Regions from separate parts of the Sus scrofa genome. Here region 2 is linked to region 1. The links are chromatin contacts, called in public HiChIP or PLAC-seq maps. All regions are on one chromosome and are shown on one strand. The core of a region is the stretch at or near the end of the contact, and the rest is flanking DNA. Distances in the headings are between cores, read along the strand shown. Region 1 overlaps FAM174A (membrane protein FAM174A). Region 2 holds the start of ST8SIA4 (ST8 alpha-N-acetyl-neuraminide alpha-2,8-sialyltransferase 4).

Region 1 (6,112 bases), core at 2,515-5,014:
GGCAGATTAGATTAGCCACTCATTAAAGATTTGGAATTCATTCAAAGTATGTGAATGACCCTGAAAGTGGAGAAGAGTGTCAGCTGAAATAAATGTCAAAGGTCCTTAACCCTCCATGTTCATATAATTTCCTTTTTAAAGAATGGCAAGGTATCCTGTGACTGGCAGTGACCACCTCGTTTTAACATAGTGATTATTTGACATATATGACCTGGAAGAATCTGGTTTATTTTCAAAAATAATTTCACATACTGAAAATGCCAGAATGTTTGGAAACCATATGGTTTAAAAAATTGAGCAACAGACCAGCAAAAAGGAAGAGAAGAGATTATAATTCTGAATATTCTTAACTTATGCTGCCACAGAGCTTCACTCTTGTGTATTCACTTTTCTATATCAAAGCTATGCATGCAAATGTTAAAAGATCATGTGTTCAAAAGGACCAGTAATGAACTATAACTCTTCTGTACTTTTCTATTTCTACTTCCACTCTCAACACTTTAATCATTTCTGTTCTTAGTTTTTCAGGTAATTACTTTTCATAAGTCTAAACCTGAGTTTGGCAAACTGACTCATAGACCAAATCTGGTCTGCTGACCTGTTTCTTTAAGACCTGTGAGCCAAGAACATGTTTTACATTTTTAAAGAGTTGGTTGTAAAAAATCAAAATGACAACCAAAAAAATTTAAATGAATGTGTGACAGAGACTGTAATTGACAGTGTGTAAAATATTTACTATCTGGTCCTTTATAGGAAAAAATTAGAAATCTGGTCTCTGTGAGGTACGTGTGCGTTTGAGCATGCACACACATACACAGAAACATGCACACATGTATATATACTCGTAAAGTTAACAACCTAAACACATGTAATTTCTCACCCTATAAAAAAGACTACCTTATACTTCCTACTGTCACCAATTCTACCTCATTTTTGCTAGTTATATTAGTATTCACTCTCCCATTGCTTTTATTTGTAGCTTTAAATTCTATACTTACACATCTGTTTCCTCTTCTTCCATCTTTGGATGGGCATATAGATAAGTAGATAGATGTATAGGCAGTGATTAGTAGAAATTATCTGTTTTTTTTGCTGAGGGTTAGTAATATTTTCTAAATTTGGATCACTAGGCTAGATACTTCATACCCAGAAGCTAGCACAATGCCTGATGCTTAATAAGACTCAAATGTGTGTGTCTGTATTTGTCACACATATAGTATATATTACAGAGGCTCGTATTGCTCTGTGTTTAGTGCTGTAGTAGTAGTATCCCTTATCATACTTATTACCTCATAGAGTGAATCAGAATTTAGGTAAACCTATTTGTTATTACTTGCTGAAGTATCTTCTATTTTGTTTTTAAATCCCCGTAGATACTTGTATAAAACATATTTTTCTGTGTGTTGCATTGGAGGCAAATGAGGCATTGATATCAGGGTCAGTTAGGATCACTGAAATAGAATGTGATGTCACTTGGGTACATCTTCATCAGACTGTGTGCTACCAAGTAGTAATACGGTGAACAAGACACACAGGGTTTTTCTCCTCATGGAACTTAGTGGGAGAGACAGGAAAATGTGAACACTCAAATGAACATATACATAATACATATAAGTGCTGACTGGGTAAATTATATGAAGGAAAAGAACAAGTTACTTGAGAGAGAAAAAGATAGGGCTCTAAATCATGAGACACCTTGATAGATATACAGATTAACAATTAAGGGTGGAATAGAAGGCTTCAGTAAAAATATGGTATCAGAACTAAGACTTTAGGGGTTATCTGTCAATATTATAAGCTGACAGAGAAGAAAGTATGTCAAATAGAAGAAATGATGATGGCACACAAACTTAAAGGAGTTAGTTTTATTTAATAAATAATCCTAGGTGGTAAATCTGTTACATTTCTAAAATGGAACTATTATGACATTGAATGTTTCTGATGTCAGAAAGAGGGATAATTTATTTTTACTTTATGAATAAATATAAAATAAAGATAATCTATACCATGCAATAATTTTTATTCATTAATATGTTCTGTTTACTAGAATGAGAAGAAGAAACCGAAAGACTAGGAGATATGGAGTTCTGGACACTAACATAGAAAACATGGAATTGACACCTTTAGAACAAGATGATGAGGATGATGATAACACACTGTTTGATGCCAATCATCCTCGAAGGTAAGGGTTAAGCAATTTAATTCCATAAATCAGGAGGGAATTTGACAAGTAAATTGAAAAAATAAAGTAGAATTTCATTCAACAATTTTTATCCTAAACTATTTTATTCATTCTGTTTAATGAAGTTCTTTGTGCTACGCAACCAATAGCTCCCATTTGCATTGTTTTCCTAAAATAGATATAAAGAATAGAATATCACACCCCCAAAAAATCTTTATTGTAGATCTTGCAGAGCTTTGTCCTTTTAACTGCTACATACTGATAATATGTATTAACTGTGTGTGTGTGAGAGAGAGAGAAAAAGAAATATTAGAAAATTTGATTTTCTTTTCGCATTCTGAAAATATTTTGATTTTAGTCTGGGTTATTCTGTTTGTACATGGTGTTTACAAATTGTGACAAAATTGTGCAACTAATAGTCTGTGTTGTGATAGTGTGGCCATAAAGTCTATTCTCAGATCTGTTCTCACTGAGTGTTAAGATCTTTCCTAAGAGATTTGAATAAACAAAACTACATAGATATAGACTTATTTCATTGCAAATGGAATGAGAAAAGGAGGAAATATTCTACTCAATAGGAAAAGATTCCACTCTATGTTTTAAAAGAGGAGGACTTATTTGGGTGAAGCAAAACTGCAGTCCAGAATCAGGTATAAATACACAGAGCACAGAAATATGGGGGTTAAGAAAGCTCAACAAAAATCAGACTATTAAATTGTATGACAGATAGAGGCTTTTAGTTGCTGGTAATTCAGTCATGAAATGTGAATTGTGCAGTTAAAATAATATTAGAAACTAGACATATAATCATGAAGAAAACAGCTATATTTGTTCATTAGGGATTTAGTCTGCTAATGAAAATAAACATGAATAAAATTCATTAGAATGTATTTATTTAGAAAATTCTAAATTTTTTTAGAACATTAAAATATACCCCCTAAAAGCCCTTAAATTTTCTACTAAGTATTGTACAATCTCCACTGAGTCTAATATTGTCAGGTGTTAACTGCTTCTTTAGATGTGACCAGATGAGGTTGCTGGCATGCATTTAGTAGCCACTGTGTGTAATACTTATCTTTACACACTAGAATGAAAGTAAGAATAATTGTAACAATTGGGAACTGACACTGACTGAAGGAATAACTGGTCATTTCTCTCATCTCAGGCTCGTCCTACAGAAGGTGCTCATTGAATGGCATAGGGGGTGGAGCCTCACATTTTATACAATTATTTTCTTTTAATTTTCTGTAAAGTTTTTATAGTATTGAAAAGTGTCATATCTGTAGTTTTTTAAAAGCTAAATGTGGGAGTTCCCATCATGGCTCAGCAGTAATGAACCCAACTAGTAACAATGAGGATCCTGGTTAAGGATCCAGTGTTGCCGTGAGCTGTGGTGTAGGCCAGCGGCTACAGCTCCAATTTGAACCCTAGCCTGAGAATTTCCATATGCCACAGATGTGGGCCTAAAACAACAAAAATATATAAATAAATAAAAGTAAAAAGCTAGATGCATATGAGGTCCCTCTTCTACACAGAAAAGGAGACCAAAAAGGAAGTTGTTGACTTAGGAAATTGAGTTGTTTCCAAAGAGGAACTGAATCTGGACCCCATTTCATCTACTTCAAGTATGCTCGACCAAAGACAAAGGTTGCTATGTCAGTAGAAACTACTCAGAGTTTAGTAGTTGTAAAGATGGTAGTTTGTTGAGGGAATATGAGCAGCAGAATGTCTGGAATGCAGCCTGTTGTGTGTGCATGTATATTTATATACGCAAGTCACTGTACACGAGGGTCAGCTGTGTCAAGTCACAGAGATGTTCAAGGTTCATTTGTTTGGCTTGTTGTTGTTTGTTTGTTGTTGTTTTGAGGGAAATATAAAAGTTATATAATCTTTCAAAGAGTTTGGTACTACCTTGCTGTAATTAGATAACTAGTGATGGTATTTGATTGGAATGAATGTAATCAGATAATCAGATCTGTGTTGTAGAAGGATACCTTTTATAGTTATGGGACAAGTGGCCTAAGAGAGATGAACAGGGACAGAACTAGGGAAGGTAGGAGAGGATAGAGAAGGGGGGGACAATTACCATGAGATAGAATTACCTGTAGCCATCTTTTATTTGTATCCTGTCTCATCAGACCTTTGTCTCATACTTATCCCTCTCTTATTCCCTGCTTTTCATGAATCTTGCATTTCTTTAGGAGCTAAACATTAATCAAAGTTATCTAAACAGAGAACAAATAAAAATAGGGTGGGATGAGAACATACAGTTGGGGCACAAGATGCTTAATTGGAAATGGATGGTTCCAAAAAGCCTACTGGAAGCAACATGTAAATTGAGACTTAACACATGACTAAAAATTAGCTAAATGAAAGGTGGAAATAGGGGTGGGAGTTACAGATCTGGAGACACCGAGTACCAGAAGAAAAAGAAAATATAGTGTATTGCAAACACTAAACGACGTTAAATAGATATTAATTATTATATTAATATGTGTGATATAAATGGGTGAATGAATGATTTTTGAACTTTTAATGCCAAAGGGGGAATTATGGGTAAGGCTAAACATAGAATCAGAAGCCAAATTGTGATCCATGTTAATCAGTTAGAAATTATTTGACCGGTTACAAAAAGCCACTTGGATATTTTTAAGGCAAATAATCAAAGCTGTGTTTTGAAGATTAATGTGCATAAATTGGAGGAGAGTAAGATAAGGAGGAAGACTGGGAAGACCAGTTAGATGATGCACCTCCATGGGATGGCCTGTACTAGGTGACAGGAAGAGAAATAGACAGGAGTAGATTATTCAAAAGACTTTGAAAGCTATTACCACGAGATTTAGGTATTATGTTTGGAAGATGAAAAAGAGAGAGATAGCAACATTCTACATCTATTTACCCCAAGCTCCCAGTCCCTCCCACTCCCTCCCTTTCCCCCTTGGCTGGGATCCTGCTGTGTAGCACTGGGAACTCTGTGTAGTCACTTATGATGGAACATGTAATGTGAGAAAAAAGAATGTATACATATAAGTGTAACTGGGTTTTACCATGCTGTACAGTAGAAAATACATATGTATTTTATATAAATGATAAAAAAAATTAAATAGTAAATTAAGAAAAACTAAACTATAAAAAAAAGAGAGAGAAATGGTAATCACAACAGAGAAGCAAGTCTCGGGGTGAAGATGATGATGATTATCAGTGATACTGATAATCAAATCATCTTGCGTTTTTTAGTATTACACCATTTACTAAAAAAAAAATCTTAGAACAAACTTTAACATACTATTGTCAAAATAAAGTAGGGAGAACTGCCAGTTGTTACCTGAACTTACCTATTCATTCATTCATTCATCCAATAATTGAATGATGAGGTAGCTGATTTATATAGCAACTATTTAATGCCTGGCACTGGCCTGTGTGCTTGGGACACATTAAAGCAACAGAAACAAAAAGTTAAAAAAAATAATCCTGAGATTGAGGGGTTGATGGTTCATTTTCATTTTCACTTTCACTTTTCCTTCTATTTATCTCTGTTGTTTGATTTTTTTTCTTCAAAGAGCATATATTCATGTGTTACTTAAAAAACCTTTTTGGAAATAATTTCAAATGTGCAGAAAAGTTACAGGAATAAAAATAGTAGTATAAAGGATATCCCAAAGTTTTTATCTAAAATTACCCGTCTTTAACATTTTATTTGTTCTCTTGTGTTCTCTGTTTGCCTCTCATAATACAGATACAGAAGAATGCATTCCTCACATTTTATGTTTAAGTGATGTTCTGATATTTCCTCACAATTACATTCAGGGTATGGCAGAAATTCTACATAGATCTTTCTACATCCTTCTCAGGATATTGTATCTGGAGACACATGGTGTCCATCTGGCCTTCATTAGCAGAGGTGATTGTGATACACCACTTTAAAGTTTT
Region 2 (6,112 bases), core at 1,170-3,669, 280 kb after region 1:
TGAGCAGTAAAAGTTAGTAGGGTTATTATTTGAAAAGGGCCCTGATTCCTGCAATAAAGGCTTCCCCCGTCTCCTCACTCATTCTTCCACCCTGTGGGCCACCTCTCCGGAGCAGGGGGTAGCCCCTCGCGCACCTCTCTTTCTGTTTGATGAACTCTCGCGTCCGCCGCGCGCAATCTCAGAGAAGGAAAAGCTGGTTCAGCCCGAAAAGGGTGCGAGGAACCTAGCCGGGCTAGCCCGATCGCTGCCGCGCCCCGCCTCCTTCCTCCACGCCCGGGGCAGCGCCCACCGGCCGGCTGGCGTCCAGGAAAGGCCACAGAAGAATTGTTACCCAGGAAATGGGGAGCATCCCAGTCTGTTAATTCCCCCGGAGGACTGGGGGTGCGTTCCTCCTCCCGGCCAGCGGTTTAGGGAAGCTCGGCCGCATGTGGCGCCTCCTCTCGCCTCTCTCGTCCCGCCCACTCTCGCTCTCCAGGGTTGCCAGCCAAGGGCCGGAACCTAAGAGTCCTGGCGAGGCTTGGCCGCTTTGTCCTGGCTCGCGCTTATCTTAGGAGCCCACTAGCCCAGAAGGGAACAAAGAACCTCGACCCCCGCGCCCCAACCTCCGCCTCTCCCCCACGCGCCGGATCACCACCTTCCTAAAGACCCCTTTGTCTGCCTGGGAAGCACAGATCTACCGGGTATGCCCACTCCCCCACCCAGAGTCCTTCTTTTCTGACAATCGAGCTAAGCTGAATTCTCAACCCACCCACTCCCTGTGTTAACGACCTCATACAGTTTGGCATTTTCCCTCGAAAATAGACCATTTAGAGATTTGTTGATGCATACCAATCAACCAGCCCATACCGTATTACCTTCTTCATTCTCTTCCAGTCCCTTTCGATTGTCTTAACTTAATCTATAAAATAACAATTTCTTCTGTAAGGATGAGCTAAGAGTCTTGCTCACCTAAATTCTCATTACTCAGGGAGGAGCAGGAATATTAAGAAATGGAGTGCCTGAAGTTTGTGTGTGTGTGTGTGTGTGTGTGTACGCGCACACACGTTTTGGCAGTCCTCTGCCCACCCCCACGCCCCAGAACACAATGGCAAGGGTTCTATCCCCGTTTTCATAAATGTCATCTTTGCCAGCGTGCAGTTTCTGATGGCGATAGCGGACGCCTCGGGATGAGGGAGGATTTCCGAAACAGGACTTTGTACAGAGTTGACAACCGGGTTCACATCCTCAGAAAACGCTTCCAAGCTATGTAAGCAACACAGAGTTACAGCCACCTCCTGGGTAAACTTCAAAGATACAGAGGCCAAAGGGAGGGAGGAAGGAAGTGTGATATTTAGAGAACTTACTGAGGTGGAGGAAGAGTCTGAACTCATCTAGACAAACTAAAGAAAGAGCAGAAATATAGTCTGTGTGAAGCTACAGTTCCCAGTTTCCAAAACTGTAACCATGACGCCCATGCGTTTTACCCACGGAGAGCAAATAAGGAAGTATGGTTGCTTGTGTCGGAGTTTCTAATTCGAATTATGATACACAGATCTACCCAACGCCAAAGAATTGTAAAGAAACAGAGACACATTTCCTGCTTTCTGGGCTTTAATTAACTTCAGCCTTTCAGGAAGCCAGCTTTTTCTAGTTATCTCCCTACCGTGATGGGGCAGGAAAGAAGGAAGGACAATCAGATGGTGAATAAAGACATCTCGATTGAGTTTTGCCTTGGGATTAAAAGGGCAAGGACACCCGTTCTTTGTTGACACTTCTGCAATGACTTGGGCTTATGAGCCCTGGCAGCACCAATACAACCGTCACTATCGCCGCACAGGGCAAGTTGAACTCATACTGGGAACCCACGTAGAGAGCATACACACCTCAACCACAGCCTTTGTTATTTAATTCATGAGACTAAACATTCAGAAGCTGACCCCAACGCACATAATACCCCAACCCTCACTCTATCGTCTATATTCACATTTCATTTATGGCTTGACTTTTTGACATATCCTAAAATGAAGCTTTGCATTTACCCGATGAGTTGCGTCTCCTGGTGCTCCTCAGTTCTTGCTATTTCTTTTGTCTTATAAAAGATCAGGAGCAGACTTATCGTGCAGATCGTCCACCTCTTCCTAATGGAGCGCATCTTGGGTGCCCGGGAAAGTCCTGGTTGCCCCAGCTCCCTCACCTTCTCTTCATATAAAGGCTCCGTTTTGGGGAGATGTAGTCACGGGGAAGGGGAATCTGTAAAACGCGAGGAGAGCGTGGAGCCGGGATCTCAGGGGCAGGTCTCGAGGGTCCTCTGCAGCCCAGCCGAGCTCCCGCTGGTCCTCGAGCAGTGCCCAGCGCACTCCCTCGCGGTTCCCGCCAGCCCTGCCCCGGTCGCTCCGCGCCGCCTCCCTGGGGCTCAGGTTTCTTTTCCGAAGAGACACCTTGTGCATGGGAGGTGGCGGCCGCTTCTGCAGCTGGGTTCGGGGGCGTCACTGGCCCTTCCCTTTTTCTAGCAGGGAAATGATGAGCAAAACCAGCCAATCACGGGACTGAGGGGGCGGAGGCTGCTGCTGCCTTGCGTTGCTGGCTGCTGCTAGGAGAGTAACGTCGCTGGCGCTGTCTGCACTGTGCTGGGAGAGGAAGCTCACAAGCTCACAGTCGTGTGTATACACACACACACACTCGCACGCATCAGGACTCGCATACCGTGGGAAGAGCAGTAGGAGGAAGTCAGGTCGCTCTCTCGGGACACCAAAGCGTTAGCTCTGTGCACAAGGAAGCACCGAGATAGTCCGTCCGCACCAGCGTGGAGAGGATACCTCTGCTGGTGACAGATCAGAGACGCGTCCTGCTCAGATAGAGCTTGGAGTGGGTAGCAAGAGGTGTAGCTTCTTCCACGCGTCTTTGCTAAATATACACACACTCGCACAAACAGGCGCGTGCACACACGCAAATGCGCGCCCTCCCAAGTAGAATGAATGGGGGAGGGAGGGGGGAGGAGTTGGAGAACGTTTTATATTCCGTGCACAGCTTAATCTGGAAAGTACAAATACACACATGAGCGGATTAGTCGATCGCCCACTCGGTGTGGGTGGTGGATGACCACCCGACTCAGAATCTTGCAGGAAACAAGTGATAACAGAGGTGTCATTAGGAACTTTGTGGATATTTATGTGACTCTCATTCATTGCCATTTGGAAACTCCTCACTCAGGAGTCAAGGAAACTCCAACCCTACTTAAACTTCACTGAAGAGAGAGAGGATTCTGAGAAAAGCAGGACCATGTTTTTAAACCCAAGTACACCTATACTCAGGAAGGAAGGAGGGAGGGAAGAAAGAAGGAAAGAAGGAGGAGCAAGCTGTTCTACAAAGTCTCAATGTGTCTTTAATCTGATTCTCACTCTCTTCTTCCCTCTCCTGTTTCTGTTTGCTTAGTTGGTTGGTTTTTATTTTTTACCTCTACTGTATTTAATGGGAGGGACACTTTCCCAGTCTTAGAGTCTTGATCAGAATACCTCTCCATGTCTATGGTCCTCACTCTCCTCACCCAGAGTGCTTGCTGCACTGGGTTGTACCAGTCCTGGTTTGACTTTTACCTCTGAGCTGATGGAGGCACCGCTCAGGAGAAATAATGCCTGGAAGCCAGGAGTTTCCCCCATCAATTTGAGCAGGTCCCAAGTTCTCTGCCTCCCCCTTCCTCACAGAGATTCTCTAAATTACATCACTTGTTCCTTCAGGTTGAGCAGTGTCTGCAGCTGTGGACCCCTGAGGTTTACACCTCCCTGAGCCAGTAATGTAAGGGTGAGGCTCCCTATCAACTCTCTGCTGGAGGGAGAAAAAGGTGGTTATTCTGAGTTTCTAGTCCTTTGACAGCTTAAAATAACAAGGATAATAGCCAAATCCTCTCCTTAAAAACCCAAGATGCCTGGCAATATTTGCCATTCTTCCCCTAAGATTTAGAAAGTGAAGAACCTCTCTGGTCTCCAGCCTCCTATTCGCAGTGGAGCAAATAGGAGGTTGGGTTTAAAATGCTCAAAGGAGCAAGTAATTATGAACCTTTATTGACACTACAAGTGGCCCACCGGGAGCCTTTCGAGTTTATTGATATCTAGGCAAATCCTGCCTGCATTAATGCATATCTATCACACAGACTTCTCAACAGGCAGAAACTCCGAGAATAAAACAGCTTCTTATTTATGTTAAAAGGGACTGGGATGCGGAGGGGGTGGGCAGTACATGGTTAGTATGCTAACTTCTCTAGGTTAACTTTTTATTTTATTTTTTTTTATTTTTGTCTTTTGTCTTTTTAGGGCTGCACCCACAGCATATGGAGGTTCCTAGGCTAGGGGTCAAATCTGACCTGTAGCTGCCGTCCTACGCCACAGCAACAGCAACATAGGATCCAAGCTGTGTCACAACCTACACCACAGCTCACAGCAACGCCAGAACCTTAACCCACTGAGCGAGGCAAGGGATTGAACCAGCATCCTCATGAATCCTAGTCGGGTTCATTAACTGCTGAGCCACAAAGGGAACTCCCCCTTAACTTTTTATTGTTAAGCAGAAAACAAAAACATTCTGGATTTCAGATAAACACTACTCACTGATGATGACTGAATAATATGTATCACCTAATTAAATTTACCCAACATTTTTTAAGCAATTACTGCGGGCCAGTATGTAAGGCTTTGGGAACACAGAAATGAATAAAATACAGCATCTGACCAAACAGGGAGATCACTTACTTAGAGGTGGACAGATATGAAAAATAAATAATAAAAACAAATTGCAATATGGCACCATGAACTAACAGCACCATTTGAACTATGTACCTTGTATTTGGGTGAGCTGCTGGTTGGAAGCAGATAGCTTGTTTAAACATCTGGGAGCAATGAAGGTGAGCTTCCTAGGAGCGGCGCACAGAATAAACTGGGGTTTGCAAAACTAAGGGGCAAACCAGGCAGAGGGAGAGTAGAAGGGTGGAAGCAGAGGAAAGAGTAGGTGTGACTCCAGAGAGGAGTAAAATGCTGCTGCTCTGGGGAATTCTGAAGTAGTCTGTACTGTTGGAACAGGAAGTGGGAAGGGGGAGTATGAACATAAGTCCTCAGTGTGATCATAATAATCTAAAGCTCCACAATGCCAAACTCTCTTCTCTAATGGGCAGGTTGAAATATGAAAATTTAAGGGGAAAATGGTTTTAATTCATGTGTTAAGCTCGGGTTAAATTTGGGGACACCGTTCACCTGGCCCAAACAAGACAAAACAAACCCACGGACAGCAAAACTAAAGCATACCAAGAACCAGTCATGGCAACACATAAGACAAATGTCTGAACTCTCAAGTGTGTAATGCTGCTGTTTTGGAATTTGTTAAGCATAGTACTTTTTAGATTGAGGTGAACACTTCTGAATGATAATGGTTCAGTGAAGCTCAAGAAATTCCCCTCTCCATATTTGAACAATTCAGCATTTAGAGTGTAACTTAATATCATTTGTTTGATATTATTAGATTCATGAAATATGTATCCAAAACAACTTGCCAAGTTAAAATAAACATATAGGCCAACACTAAGGCCAAAATTGAGGACAGTCTGGTTTTTCGTAATATGCTATAAGGTATAAGAACTATAAATATAAATGTTGGGTAAAAAGTCTTATCCATGGAAGAGTCTTTTGAACTTAACCCCCTCCATTAGAATGCCTGTTTTAATGATCCTGAAAAATTAAAGTTGTTCCTAAATTTCCATTCTATCTTTGGACTGTAAGTTCTTCAATAAAGAGAACACATTTGTCTTTATTCAGCACAAATCTGCAATTACACAGTACCCTATGAATAAATAATGCAAGTAATGGCAGTTAGCTTTAAAATGCTACTTTATCCTTTAACTTAATGTAAATCATGTTTTAATTGCTGGCTGTGCCATCAACTTCAGCTAGAAAGAAATTAATAGATACTTGCAGTCTCATAGTGGGTCTTTTAATAACCCATAATATTTTAATAGACTATTTTTTTAGAGCAGTTTTAGGTTTTATAGCAATATTAAGTAGAAAGTATAGACTTTCCATATACCCAGTTGGGAAGTTGAGATATTGAATAAAATCCTCTGAACTGAGAAGGAACTTTGAGACCAAAAAAA

The links. HiChIP or PLAC-seq counts read pairs in DNA pulled down with a chosen protein or histone mark.
Region 2: an H3K27ac HiChIP or PLAC-seq map of alveolar macrophages shows a contact between it and region 1. The contact joins the promoter of ST8SIA4 here to the enhancer-like site in region 1. A contact is called at or near these places in 1 of 5 promoter capture datasets (liver), 4 of 47 Hi-C or Micro-C datasets (blood, embryonic fibroblasts, fetal skeletal muscle and 1 more) and 2 of 2 datasets of contacts at active chromatin or transcription factors (alveolar macrophages and skeletal muscle).

Annotation. Positions count from the first base shown.
Region 1 is chr2:106,566,272-106,572,383 of Sscrofa11.1, forward strand. FAM174A (membrane protein FAM174A) reads left to right here. Exons shown (of 3, transcript XM_003123804.4): 2 at 2,048-2,182. Among named protein-coding and RNA genes, the nearest start is that of FAM174A, 14 kb to the left of the region's middle. Within about 2 kb of position 3,765, at least 6 of the 83 cell types and tissues checked have an H3K27ac peak or open chromatin away from gene starts, as enhancers often do. A contact at or near this core is called in alveolar macrophages, where this site is marked.
Region 2 is chr2:106,843,387-106,849,498 of Sscrofa11.1, forward strand. ST8SIA4 (ST8 alpha-N-acetyl-neuraminide alpha-2,8-sialyltransferase 4) reads right to left here and starts at 2,420. Exons shown (of 13, transcript NM_001037322.1): 1 at 2,019-2,420. The coding sequence starts at 2,131.